2 separate regions of the Triticum aestivum genome follow, and region 1 is linked to region 2. Evidence: chromatin contacts called from public Hi-C data. All regions are on one chromosome and are shown on one strand. Each heading gives the region's core, a stretch centred on a gene start, on an enhancer-like site or on the middle of the called end of the contact. The rest is flanking DNA. Distances are from core to core; before and after follow the strand shown.

Region 1 (5,836 bases), core at 3,253-5,752, 360 kb before region 2:
TACCTGGGTTGCCGGTGATGTGGGAGGAAGCGCCACTGTCGAGGTACCAGTCCGTCGAGGGAGGTTGGGGCAGGCCGCCGTTGCTGTAGGCGGCGTTCAACATGGCAAGGTGCTCCCATGATGGTGGCGCGGGAGGGTAGTACGAGGAGGACAGTGGAGGCGCCGCATGGTACATCGGGTAGGCATGGGCATGGGAGCCGGGCCGGGGGCCGAGAACTCCGGCGGAGTTGGGCGGCACCCATCCAGGTCGAGGCAGAGGGAGCGCCATCCCGTACGGGGCAAAGTAGCCCGTGAACGGAGCGGGCTGTGACGGCAGGCCGCGTCCACCAGAGTCGTGGCGGCCTCGTCCGCGTCCGCAACCACGCCCGCGGCCACGGTCGGCACCGTCGCCGCGGTCACCACGGCCACGGGTCTGTTGCGGAGGCGGAGGCGGGGCCTAAGAGCGATCGGAGCCGCGGTCACCAGAGCGGTCGCCGCGATCACCCTGAGGGCGCGCACCAGATCCAGAAGCGTCACCCGATCCAGAAGCACCAGGGAGAGCGAACGCCGAAGCGCTCTCCTCAGCGGCACGCTGGGCCTGGGACTCCTCCGCCAGGACGACGCGGGAGAGGACAGTGTCGAAGGGCATGGTAGAGGCCTGATCACCGAGGACGACGCGGATGGTGTCGAGCCACTTGTCGAGGCCGTGGAGGAATTGGGTGGTAAGATCCACCTCTTTGACGGCGTGATCGATGTCGGCGAGACCGTCGGTGAGCCGCTTCAGGCGACGGGCGTACTCGGTGACGGAGAGATCGCCCTGTTTCAGATTGCGGTACTGGCAATTGAGCACCATGAAGCGCGCAGCCCGATTGGCGAGGAAGAAATCCTGGATCTTGGTCCAGAGGGCGTACGTGGTGGTGGCGCCGACGACGTGATCGATGAGGGGATCGACGAGGGTGGCGTAGATCCAGAGCACCACATGGGCATCCAGCTCCAGGTATTGGGCGTCGGCGTTGGGTGGAGGAGGGTGCTCGATGAGGAAGGTGACGCCGTAGCGGACAAGCACGAGCAGGAAGAAGGACTTCCACTTATGATAGTTGTGGTCGGCCGGATTAAGCAAGAACTTGATGTGGTTTGTGATGTGATCAAAGAAGATCGGGTTGCGTGGAGCTGGTGGTGGCGGCGCAGGGGTGGAGGAGGAGAAGAGGGGGGCGAACTGAGAGGGGCCAGTGCTACCGGATGCGCCGGAGAAGAGGAACGGGGAGGTGCCGGGGGAGGTGGCAGGGGCAGTCGCCGTGGAGGAGAGCGAGCTCGGCGAGGACGCGGCGTCGGTGGCGGCAGAAGAGGAGCCGGGCGCAACCATGGCGACGGAAGAGGAGGACCTGGTAACTGATACCAAGTTGGAGAATCAATTCACTCTCTCTATTGATCATTGTGTGTTACATACATGGCATTTATACACAGGGCATTGCCCGAGTCATGGGGCACGCAGGCCCTCGATCCTATATACGTGGGCATGCACAACAGCCCATTACAACACAACTCAACAGTGCAAACCTCAAAATGACGCCTCCAAGAAGGTTAATGATGCGCATCCATCTTTTTAGTGCCCAGCAAATCCAGTAGACTTCACACAATGCTGCATCCATTTTTCAATGCCCTACATTTGAACAGTGAATAGGTTGGTGTAAATTGTTTTCTGCAACAATCGTCCATTATACCAGTGGATGTTCTTAACAGTTGTAGTGCGCTGAGAATCTTCATAATTCCCCTCTAATGTTTCCCCATCTTGAATCTTTTGTATTATCTCACTTGGCATTTCAAAAAGCTCAAGGTTGTTGAGCTCTGTGAGGTTCTCGATGCCTTGGGGTATTGCAGTTAGCTCATCACAACGGCCTAGGATTAATACATTTAGATGTACAAGACTCCCTTTTCCAAACTCGACGTGAGAAAGATTAGGCATCTCATGTAAGCTCAGCTTCTTAAGAACTGGAAAACTGCCTTCTGGAAAGGTTAAGATCTTGTCGGTGTATGCATTCTTTAGGGTAAGATGTAACAGCCTGGGAAGTGATGAGATCAATCCAATTGAATCTCCTCTGAGTTCAGATGAACACAACCGCAACTGCATGAGGTTATCAAGGTGCCCAAACCATGAAGGCAACTTACCTTTGGCTAACATCCCTGTCAATGAAAGTCTCTGTAGCTTTAGTGGGGGTGGATAAAATGGCTCCAGGTCCAATATTACATTACCGTCCCGACTGACAATCCCCAAGCACAGAAGGCCGCTCATTGTGGAGATGGATGAGGGCAAATGAATAAGATTACTCTCATGCACACCAGATAGCTCTAAGCTCTTCATGTGTTTTAAGCTTTTTAAGGATTTGACCATCTTCTCATCAGCCTCAATGTATTTTAGAGTCTGCAGGCAAGTAAGATTTTGCAGCCCATCTGGAAATTCAATTGCTGTACCAGGGAACGGAGACCTGAAGTCTGCAGATCGGCGTCTAAACACTATCAGGTGGCGCAGGTTATCGAGCTTTCTTATGCTTGGTGGTAGTCTCTGGACCCTGGACCACTTTGTATCTAAAGTTTGCAAGTTATGTAACTGTCCCAAATCCTGTGGAAGCTCTTCAATGAGAGTGGAACGGATGCCAAGATACCGCAGATTAAGAAGTTTGGTCAGTGAGCTAGGCAGTTTATCTATCTGAACGAACCATAAGTTTAATACGGTTAATAACCTAAAGCCAGACAAGACTGAAGAATCCATATCTGACTTAAATGCGCTGAAGGAGCGAAGCAATGTCATCTTTGGAACTGGTCGATGATCACTTGCCCATCGATCAAGTATAAGATGACGGATTTTTTTGCTTGACTCCAATGTTGGCTGACATTTTGAGAATACAGTGAACCCTTCCTTTGCTGACCTTTGCAAAATCAAATCCCTGATCAGGTCATGAATGCAGAGCCGTTTCGCTCGTCCAAACTCATTTTTTAGCGTGACCTGCAACAGGCTACGTTGCACGAGCTGGTGCAGGTAATCATCCGCAATCTCCTCCATTGTGCCCTGGCCCTTCTCCTCAAAATAGCCTTCTGCAATCCACAACCTGATCAGAATTTTCCTTTTGATCAAGAAATCTTCAGGGTATATACTGCAATACAGCAAACATCTCTTCAGGTAATAAGGCAGATCGTCAATGCTCAGATTCAGTATGCTTGACACTTGCCCGATTCCACGAACACTGCTTTCATTCCAGTCAAGGCTGTCATGGACATTCTTCCAAGCAAATTCCGTTCTATCCTTCAATGCAAGGAGATTACCAACTGATACAATTGCTAATGGTAGACCACAACATCTGCCCAGAATCTTCAAAGCCCAATGCTCCAGATGATGCGGGCACTCCCCGTTGGCATCTTCCCTGAATGTGGTGTTACAAAACAGGGACCATGCTTCTTGCTGAGGGAGCGGTTCCAACATGATGATCCTGGTGGATGCTGCCAGAGAGGCAACATCTTGACTGCGTGTTGTGATGATTATCCTGCTCCCTTTTCCATCATCAACCAACGCATTGCGTATTTCATACCACGCATCGGCATGCCAGACATCATCCAGCAATAACAAGTACCTCTTCTTGGCGAGATGCCCACGCAAAGCTTCCACCAGCGACCGGTAGTCCATCTCGTCAATGTCTGGCATGCCGGCCCGAGCGTCCCGGTGGAGTTCTTTGGCAATTTTCCTTAGAAGGTCATCCGTAGTGAAGTTCTTGGAGACGGACACCCACGCAGCGCAGTCGAAGTGGCGGCTTGCGGCGACCTCCTTGTACACGCTGGTGACCAGAGTGGTCTTCCCAACGCCGCCCATCCCGCACACGGCGACCAGCGACCGCCGGGAGTCAAGGTCCTCCGTGAGCCATTTCATCAGTGACCTTCTGTGCGCCGCGAAGCCGACGATCTCCCCATCCTGCAAGAAATGTGCTGCTTCCGCTAGCTTCCGGCCTACGAAGGCCGCGGTGCCGCCGTCGGGAGCGGAGCTGGACGCGGAGGCCTCGGCCGGTCGGATGCCGTACCGCTCCTTGGCGTCCGACAGGTCGCGGAGCCTCACCCGCGCCTTGCCTAGCCGTCTGGCCAGAGCGAGCCACGCGCCGAAGTTAGCGCAGGCGCGGACGAAGCCGCCGCCGGAGAGGAAGGCGTACTCGTCCGCGGCGTCCTCCAGCTCGAAGCCGACGTCCCGGATCTGGTCCACCCAGGCGGAGGCGAGCGCGTCCGCGCCGCGGCGGGAGTCGGCGAACCGGAGGAACGCGCGGAGGAGCTCCAGGTCCCGCGCCGCGGCGGCGATGCCCGAGCGGACGGCCACGAGAGAGGAGATGTCGACGACCGCACTGCGCGACAGCGTTGCGGCGACCTTCGCCGAGAGCGATATCGCGATCATCTCGGCCATGGCCTCGCCGTAGGCGAGCTGCGTGGTGTGGCCGAGAAAGTGCTGCCCTGGTCCAGAAAGAAAGTCAGCGATTCTCTACGACTGAGAGCATCTCTACCACATCCGGTAGGACGCGGATCGCCTGACGTGCCGTGGCGCAAAAATCGTTCAAAGGATACCGCAAAATATTTTCCCAAATTCTTTAAAATGCACGTGTACTTTTTGAAGAAAACAAGCGGCCGGTCTTCTCAACCATGCATGAATTGTTTTTTACAGTATCAGCTAGTGCATGTCATTATTAGTATTAAATGCGTTCACAGTGGTTAGTTCGATTCGAAAGAAACAGGTTCACGTGCAATTATTTCGGTTTTCTGAATTTTTAAAAAGCCATATCTTTTAAATTGCGCGTCGGATTTCAGATCCGTCTTCACTCTTGGATTCTTCGCGACGAGATCTTTGAAACTAGATCCCGCATGGGTATGTTTCGACGAAATTTTTTTGATGCCAACTTTGGCGCTATATTGTGCAACTTCAGTACTGCATTGTGCAACTTTAATACTATACATGGTGCAAATTTTTTCAAAACCAGTTTTTTGAGCTGCATGATCTAACTTCACATGAGGTTACAACCTAGCAACCATGAAAATTTGATGTGCAACTAGTCTACTGTCCCGACCAACTATGTAGTAGTCGATGTACAACCCTTGTCCTTCTCGTGGATGTGTAGGCTTTTTACAGTTGTCACACCCGCCCCACCTTCCCTACTAGTGATACGTGCAACTTAGTCTGTTGTTCGAGCCAACTTTCTATTACTAAATGTGCAACTCTTTCCCCTCCCTACTTGTGGATATGTAGTTTCAGTTGGCGGGGGCAACAAATAGAGTTGCACAAAGTCTGCTAGGCAGTTGGCCATAGCAACATATAAAGTTGCACATCTCACAAGTAGGGATAGTTGGATGGTGAAAATTCCATATTCATGAGGGCAGTGAAAAGTTACATACTCATGAGGGTAGTAAAGGTTGCATATAAACGGGGCGCTAAAGTTGCACATCCCACTAGACGGGTGTTTTCGAGTGCTAGTAAGGAAATTAAACATCCATGAGGTATGAGGGATAGTTGCACATCACTAGTAGACAGTTGGCGGTGATAGTATCCGAAGTTGCACATCCACTGCTAGAAAATTGGCTGATGCAGCAAACAGTGAAAGCACAATCATGGGTAAGGGAAAAGTTGCACATGAACTACTAGGTAGTTGGCCTGGGCAAAACACGAATTTGAACATCTCACTAGGAGGAGGTAGTTTGGGAGTAGATGTGCCATCAATGAAAACTATACTTCCATGGGGTAGACGAAAAGTTGCACATCTGATGTCAGGTAGTTGCACATCAACTGTTAGGCAGTTGCACAAAATGAGGGACTTAGTTGGCACCAAAAAAAATTCGT
Region 2 (6,179 bases), core at 1,829-4,328:
GACATTGTTAACTTGTTTCAGAAAAAAGGTCTCTGAGGATATGGATGAAGCCATTTGTAAAGAATTCTCTGACAAAGAAATATCCGATGCTATGTTCCAGATTGGCCTTTGAAGGCTCCAGGTACCGACGGATTTCCTGCCAGGTTTTATCAGAGAAAATGGGGGACAATAAACCAGCTAACATCAATCATACTGCAATTATCCTCATTCCCAAAGTGGACCAGCCATCAAAATTACGAGAGTTCCGGCCCATTAGCTTGCGCACAGTGCTATACAAGGTGATTGTGAAATGTTTAGCAAACATACTAAGGCCCTTCCTAGACGATATAATCTCAGTAAACCAGAGTGTGTTCATCCCTGGGAGGCTTATCATTGATAATGCGCTCGTGGCCTTTGAGTTCTTTCATTTCATTGAGAAGAATACAAATCCGAGGAAGAATTTTTGTGCGTACAAAACTGATCTCTCAAAGGCATATGACCGTCTGGACTGGGAATTTCTTGAGAAAGCGACGAAAGCTTAGGTTTCTCTCACCGATGGATCGGCTGGATCATGTCATGTGTGACCACGGTGATCTACTCAGTTAAATTTAATGGAACCTTGCTGGATTCGTTTACTCCATCTCGTGGTCTCCGCCAAGGCGACCCCTTGTCGCCATTCCTATTTTTGTTTGTCGCAGATGGCCTCTGGGCGTTGCTTCAGAAGGAGATCAATAACAACCGGATTGAGCCCCTGAGGATATGTCGTCGAGCCCCTGGTATCTCGCATATGTTATTTGTGGATGACACGATGTTATTATTCAAAGCAAAAACCGAGCAAGCTCTGAGGGTACAACATGTAATCAATACATACGCTCAGGGTACCGACCAGCTGGTAAATGTCGATAAATGTTCTCTGATGTTCGGTAAGGCTTGCCCGACTGAGGTACAAGAGGAAGTTAAGGTTGTGTTGCATGTCACACAAGGAGTTTGAACCCAAATATTTGGGTCTCCCTACCCCAGAGGGTCGAATGACTAGAGGAAACTTCCAAAGCATTCAAGAGAAGCTGCTGAAAAGAATGGCCCAATGGGGAGAGTATTTCAATGGTGGTAAAGAAACTCTCATTAAGGCAGTAGCACAATCCTTGCCAACCTTCCCTATGGGTGTTTTCAAGCTACCTGATGGGATGTGTGAAGATCTTATGAAAATGATAAGAGCGTTTTGGTGGGGTGCTAGCAAGCATCAACGACGCACACTAGATCTCATGGGATTGTATGATCAGACCAAAAAGATGTGGCGGTATGGGCTTTCGAGATTTACAATTGTTCAATCAGGCCTTGTTGGCTAATAGGTTAATTGAATATCCTGATAGCCTTTGTGCCCAAGTACTCAGGGCCAAAAATTATCCCGATGGGGTGCTTGTAGACACGGTCTTCACAGGCAATGCTTTGTCAGCCCAGAAAGCAATTGAGTATGGACTCGAACTGCTTAAGAAAGGAATTATATGGCGCATAGGAAATGGAGCAAAAGTCCGGATATGGAGAGACCCATGGATCCCCCGTGGTCCTTCCTGTCGGCTCATCACTCTGAGGGGTCGATGTCACCTCAAATGGGTTGTTGAACTGTTGCGTATTGATGAAACCTGGAATACAACACTCGTACATCAATATTTTCCACCAAGTTGATATTGAGGAGATTGTGAAAATCAAACCATCACAGAGATTGGAGTCAGACTTCGTGGCTTGGTTCCTGGACAAAAAAGGTCACTTCTGTGTAAAGAGCGCATACTCCCTTGGCTTATAGGAGAAAATGAATGCAAGTGACATTGTTTCTTCCAGCGTGCGTCCGGATGGCCAACGATCTGCGTGGGACTTAATCTGGAGGAATCAAGCGCCACCTAAGGTGCGCATTTTTGCGTGGAAAGCTGCACATGAAGCTCTGGTGACAGAAGCGAGTAAAAAATCTAAGCACATGCAGAATGACCAAGAATGCACCATATGTAGGCATGCTATGGAGGACACACATCACACCCTTGTTCGTTGCCCCCATGCTGCTGGCCTATGGAATGCTATGAGAGAGATCTGGGACATTCCAGGTGAGGAAACTTTGCAAGATACAGAGCCGGAGTGGATATTCAGACTCTTGGAAAAGCTGAACGAGACCCAACGAATAATGGTATTAATGATTCTCTGGCGAGCTTGGTATGCAAGAAACAAAATTACACATGAGAAGCCGACGGTTCCAATCGAGCCCTCACGTCGTTTCCTTGCCAGCTATGTCACATCCCTCTTGTCTCTACAAGTATCTAGATGCAGACCCGTCAAAGGTAAACATGGTGGGGACTACTTTGGCAAGCCTGTGAGGAAGTACAACCCCATACCACATGTACAACGGTGGATACCACTGGTGGTTGGCTGTGCAAAACTCAATGTCGACGGATCCTTCCAACCAACGAATGGTACTGCACGAGCAGGGATGATCCTTCGTGACCACTCGGGAGCTATAACGCTTGCTGCAATTAGAGGGCTTGGAAACTGCGCAGATGCATTGAAAGCCGAACCAGTGGCGATCCATGAAGGAATTACACTGGCTCTCAACTGGACTAATTCAGACATCCTAGTTGAGACGGACAGCGCAAATGCAATACAACTAATATCGGATGCCAGGAAGGACCATTCAGCAAACACCCACAGGGTTACGGTTATCAAAGCAATTCTGTCTCAAGAAAGGAAAGATTCAAATAATCAAGATCAAGTGTGAAATAAATGTAGCTAGTCATACTCTCGCTCAAATGGGACGCACACAACAGTGGACTGCCTGCTGATTGTGTCTCCCCTGATGAGATTGCGAGCATTGTTGCCGCTGATTGTAATTACATAATTATAATGGAATCCTCTTTCCCGCAAATATTTTTTTAGTGATTTCGATGCTGTCTGATGGCAGCAATTCGATTCTCTGTTTTTTTTTGAGTTGATCGTCTGGGAACAGCTAACCGGGCCTCGCCGACGGCAGTGAGATGGGCTTCCACAGCGATCCGGCCCATGACCTTCTCGCTTAGCGCACCACCACAAAACCGACCGCTTCCTTGCTGCGTGCTGCCTACACCCCTCCCTCCCCGACCTGCTCGGCGCCGCCTCTCCCCTCCCCTCCCCTCCCGCCGCGCAGGGTTTTATTAGGGTTTAGCGGCGGCGGCGTCCGCGGCGCCACCCCCATACCCCAGGCGATGTCTTCGATTGCGTCGCAGCTGCAGGCCATCAAGTCGGCCCTCGGCTCCGCGCCGGAGTCGACTCGCCGGCCCATCACCCGGCCGTCCGTGCTCTTCGACGCCAAGGAGGCCGCCGACATCGACCTCCGCGCCATCCTCCCCATCGCCCTCTCCGGTACCCATCCCTCGCCCGACGAACATCTCTATCGATCTAAGCATACTGTTCCTTTGATACCATGTTTCCTAGCTCCCTGTTCCCTTGAACAATACTACTTTTGGTATATTTATTCGCTAGCTCAAGCGCGTATTACCAACCATTTTCGATTTGGTCGTCAGGCTCCTTGGTTATTCCAAATAATTGCACCCATGGTTACCCTAGCCCCTAGGATTTTTTCTGCGATTTGTCAGCTGATAGAGTACACTGCACTGCACTCTGTACATCAGAGCCACTCCTGAATTTTTTCAGAATTCTTCTAACTTCTCACATCAAGCTATGCTAGTTTCGCATATGGAGGACTTGCACGCACGTTTATGTTTCCTTGCAATAATTGACTGGAATTGTGATATGTAGGCTTGGAGCATCTTACTGGTGTGGACGAGAGGTTTGCGAGGTACAGTAGCACGCTATTCAGCCAGACTAGCCTTGAGGTCAACCGTGAGCAGCAAACTCAAAAGGAAAATGACAAGCTGAACAAGTCCATCTCCTCCTACCTTGGCCTTCTAGCTGGCTATCTGCAGCTTCCAGCTGCCCTCAAGACGCTTGAATACCTTATCCGCCGATACCTGTATGTACCAACCTTCAGCTACATTCGTCCCTCCCCGTGAGCTCTAGCCTGTTCTTCTGTATCTGACGGAAATGTTCATGCAGGGTGCATGTCTACAACGTGGATGAGTTGCTGCTGTGTGCATTGCCGTACCATGATACACATGCGTTTGTTCGGATTGTGCAGTTGGTCAACTTAGGGTGGGTGTCAGAGGTCCTGGTTTATGCTTGGTTTGTTCCCTTTATCTTTTCAATTCACTCAGTGTTTGCTTGATGTTGTGCACTCAGGAACAGTAAGTGGACATTTCTTGATGGTGTGAAATCCTCGGGTGCACCCCCGCCCAGGAGTGTTCTAGTACAGCAGTGCATCCGTGATACTTCTTTGCTGGAGACCCTTTCCAACTATGTAAGTTAGGCTGCCTTATTTTTTGTTGTAGGATTATCCCTTGCCTTTGAAGGTTCGTGCTTGATGTTTTCATCAATTACCAGGCGGCACCAAAAAAGGGTTTCCTTCATTCAAGGACAGTGGTGTGCTTTTGCACTGCAGTAATTGTGGAGTGCTTGGGAGCTATCCCCAAGCTTGATTCAAATATAGTGCAGAGGGTGGTGGGATATGTGTTCGACTCCCTTAATCCTGATATTGGGGCAGACCGAGATTATAAGGTTGGCTTGAAAGATATGTAACTTATGTTATCCATTTATGCAAAATTGACATCTCAATGTTTGTTTACCTATTCATTACGATTACAATGCTAAATAAAAATTAAGTCTGCATGCAAATTTTTTTATATTTTCTGAAATCCACCTTATGCTCTTTAAGCTACATCATTGTGATGGGTTCTTTTATAACCAGGCTGGCGCTCTGATGATTGTTGGGGTACTGGCAACACGAGCAACACTGGCACCAAAACTTGTTCAAGACTTAATTATCTTTGTTGCAAAGGCTGCACAGCATGATGCATTGGAGTCGGTTGATTTACCGTGGCTTCGTGTTACAGTAATGGCTATTATAAGTCTAGTTCAGGTTGGTCCATAACAACTTTCTTGTCACAAGTCCCCCATAAAATGTGCTTCTGTATATCAAGTATTAAACTCGATGCATCAATGATATAAAGGTTTTCTGTTAATGTTGCAGTCGCAGTCTGTCCATGAATTCCGTAAGAAGCCATTGATGATTCTAAAAGACATCAGGTAAGGCTTACTTGTGGCTTCGGTTTACCAGATGGCCTATATATTCAGTTTCTTCTTAGCATTGGGCATTGGTTATTTGATGGCAATTTGTTTACAGGGATTTTTCTGGCGTCCTTTCTGTATTATCAAGCGAGTTCAACATTGAGAATTTCGTTAGGCTTTATGTTGAATCACTGGTTGACTACAGGTAATTTGCTCATGTGATAACTGTGATTATTTTTGTATATTACTTTCATTCCATGACTCTGGAAACATGTGAACAGTACTAGTGATGAATCCTGCCACGTGCACCTTATTGAAACCATGGAGACAATACCTATCAAGAACTTTGTTGAAAGGATTGTGCGGAAGGTTCTTGGAAACTGTATCAAAGCATCACGGGTCACCGACAATCCAGATATAAACCGCACAGGTAGTCATTGTATTTCTGGCAATTATGTTTTAAACTGATCAATTATCCATACATTGATGTGTGTGTGTATTGTACTCTCAGTAGTGCTTCATTATGAAAGATCATCTTCCCCTACCAATGTTCTATCTTTATAATACTCAGGTATATGGGCAAAGAAGATCTTCGCTGCAATTGAAAAAAAATATTCATGTGAGCTACGTGATGCTATCCGTAAATTTCTTGAGGTATAAATTTGTTGCTTATCCAGCTTCATATATTTCCTAGTTGTATTTTTTTGTTCTGCTCTATTTCATTATGAATGTTCTTCATTTCAATTTTGGAAGTCATTGATCTAGAACGTCATTCTGCCAGGAATCTGAAATTAACTCAGTAAAAGGGGATTCTTCTTCCAAGTTGCTCAGCTTAGTGTTTGATGAAAGCAAGAGCATGCCAGCTGAAATTTCTGATGCTAACATCTGGTTCAGTCTGGATCACCCAAAGGTCTGATATGGATTTATTTTATGCAAATTTGTAGAACTGCTAACCCTTGTCTATGTCATATTTGATGAATTGAATGCCACATAATTTATGTACCATCTTTTGGGAATTAGTTTGTTCCCTTCTCTGCACTAAATTTTGTTCATCATGCAGG

The links. Hi-C and Micro-C count contacts between places; a contact is called where the count stands out from the background.
Region 1: a Hi-C map of leaf shows a contact between it and region 2, with 2.9 times the contacts expected there. The contact joins the promoter of LOC123046414 here to the promoter of LOC123046413 in region 2. A contact is called at or near these places in 3 of 5 Hi-C or Micro-C datasets (all in leaf).

The regions. Positions count from the first base shown.
Region 1 is chr2B:633,792,943-633,798,778 of IWGSC CS RefSeq v2.1, reverse strand. It overlaps LOC123046414 (disease resistance protein RPM1), which reads right to left and starts at 4,502. Exons shown (of 1, transcript XM_044469780.1): 1 at 1,380-4,502. The coding sequence starts at 4,414. The coding sequence ends at 1,640.
Region 2 is chr2B:633,435,163-633,441,341 of IWGSC CS RefSeq v2.1, reverse strand. LOC123046413 reads left to right here and starts at 3,078. Exons shown (of 38, transcript XM_044469779.1): 1 at 3,078-3,357; 2 at 3,754-3,967; 3 at 4,051-4,146; 4 at 4,234-4,351; 5 at 4,435-4,608; 6 at 4,799-4,969; 7 at 5,081-5,136; 8 at 5,234-5,323; 9 at 5,400-5,548; 10 at 5,690-5,772; 11 at 5,900-6,028; 12 at 6,179. The coding sequence starts at 3,201.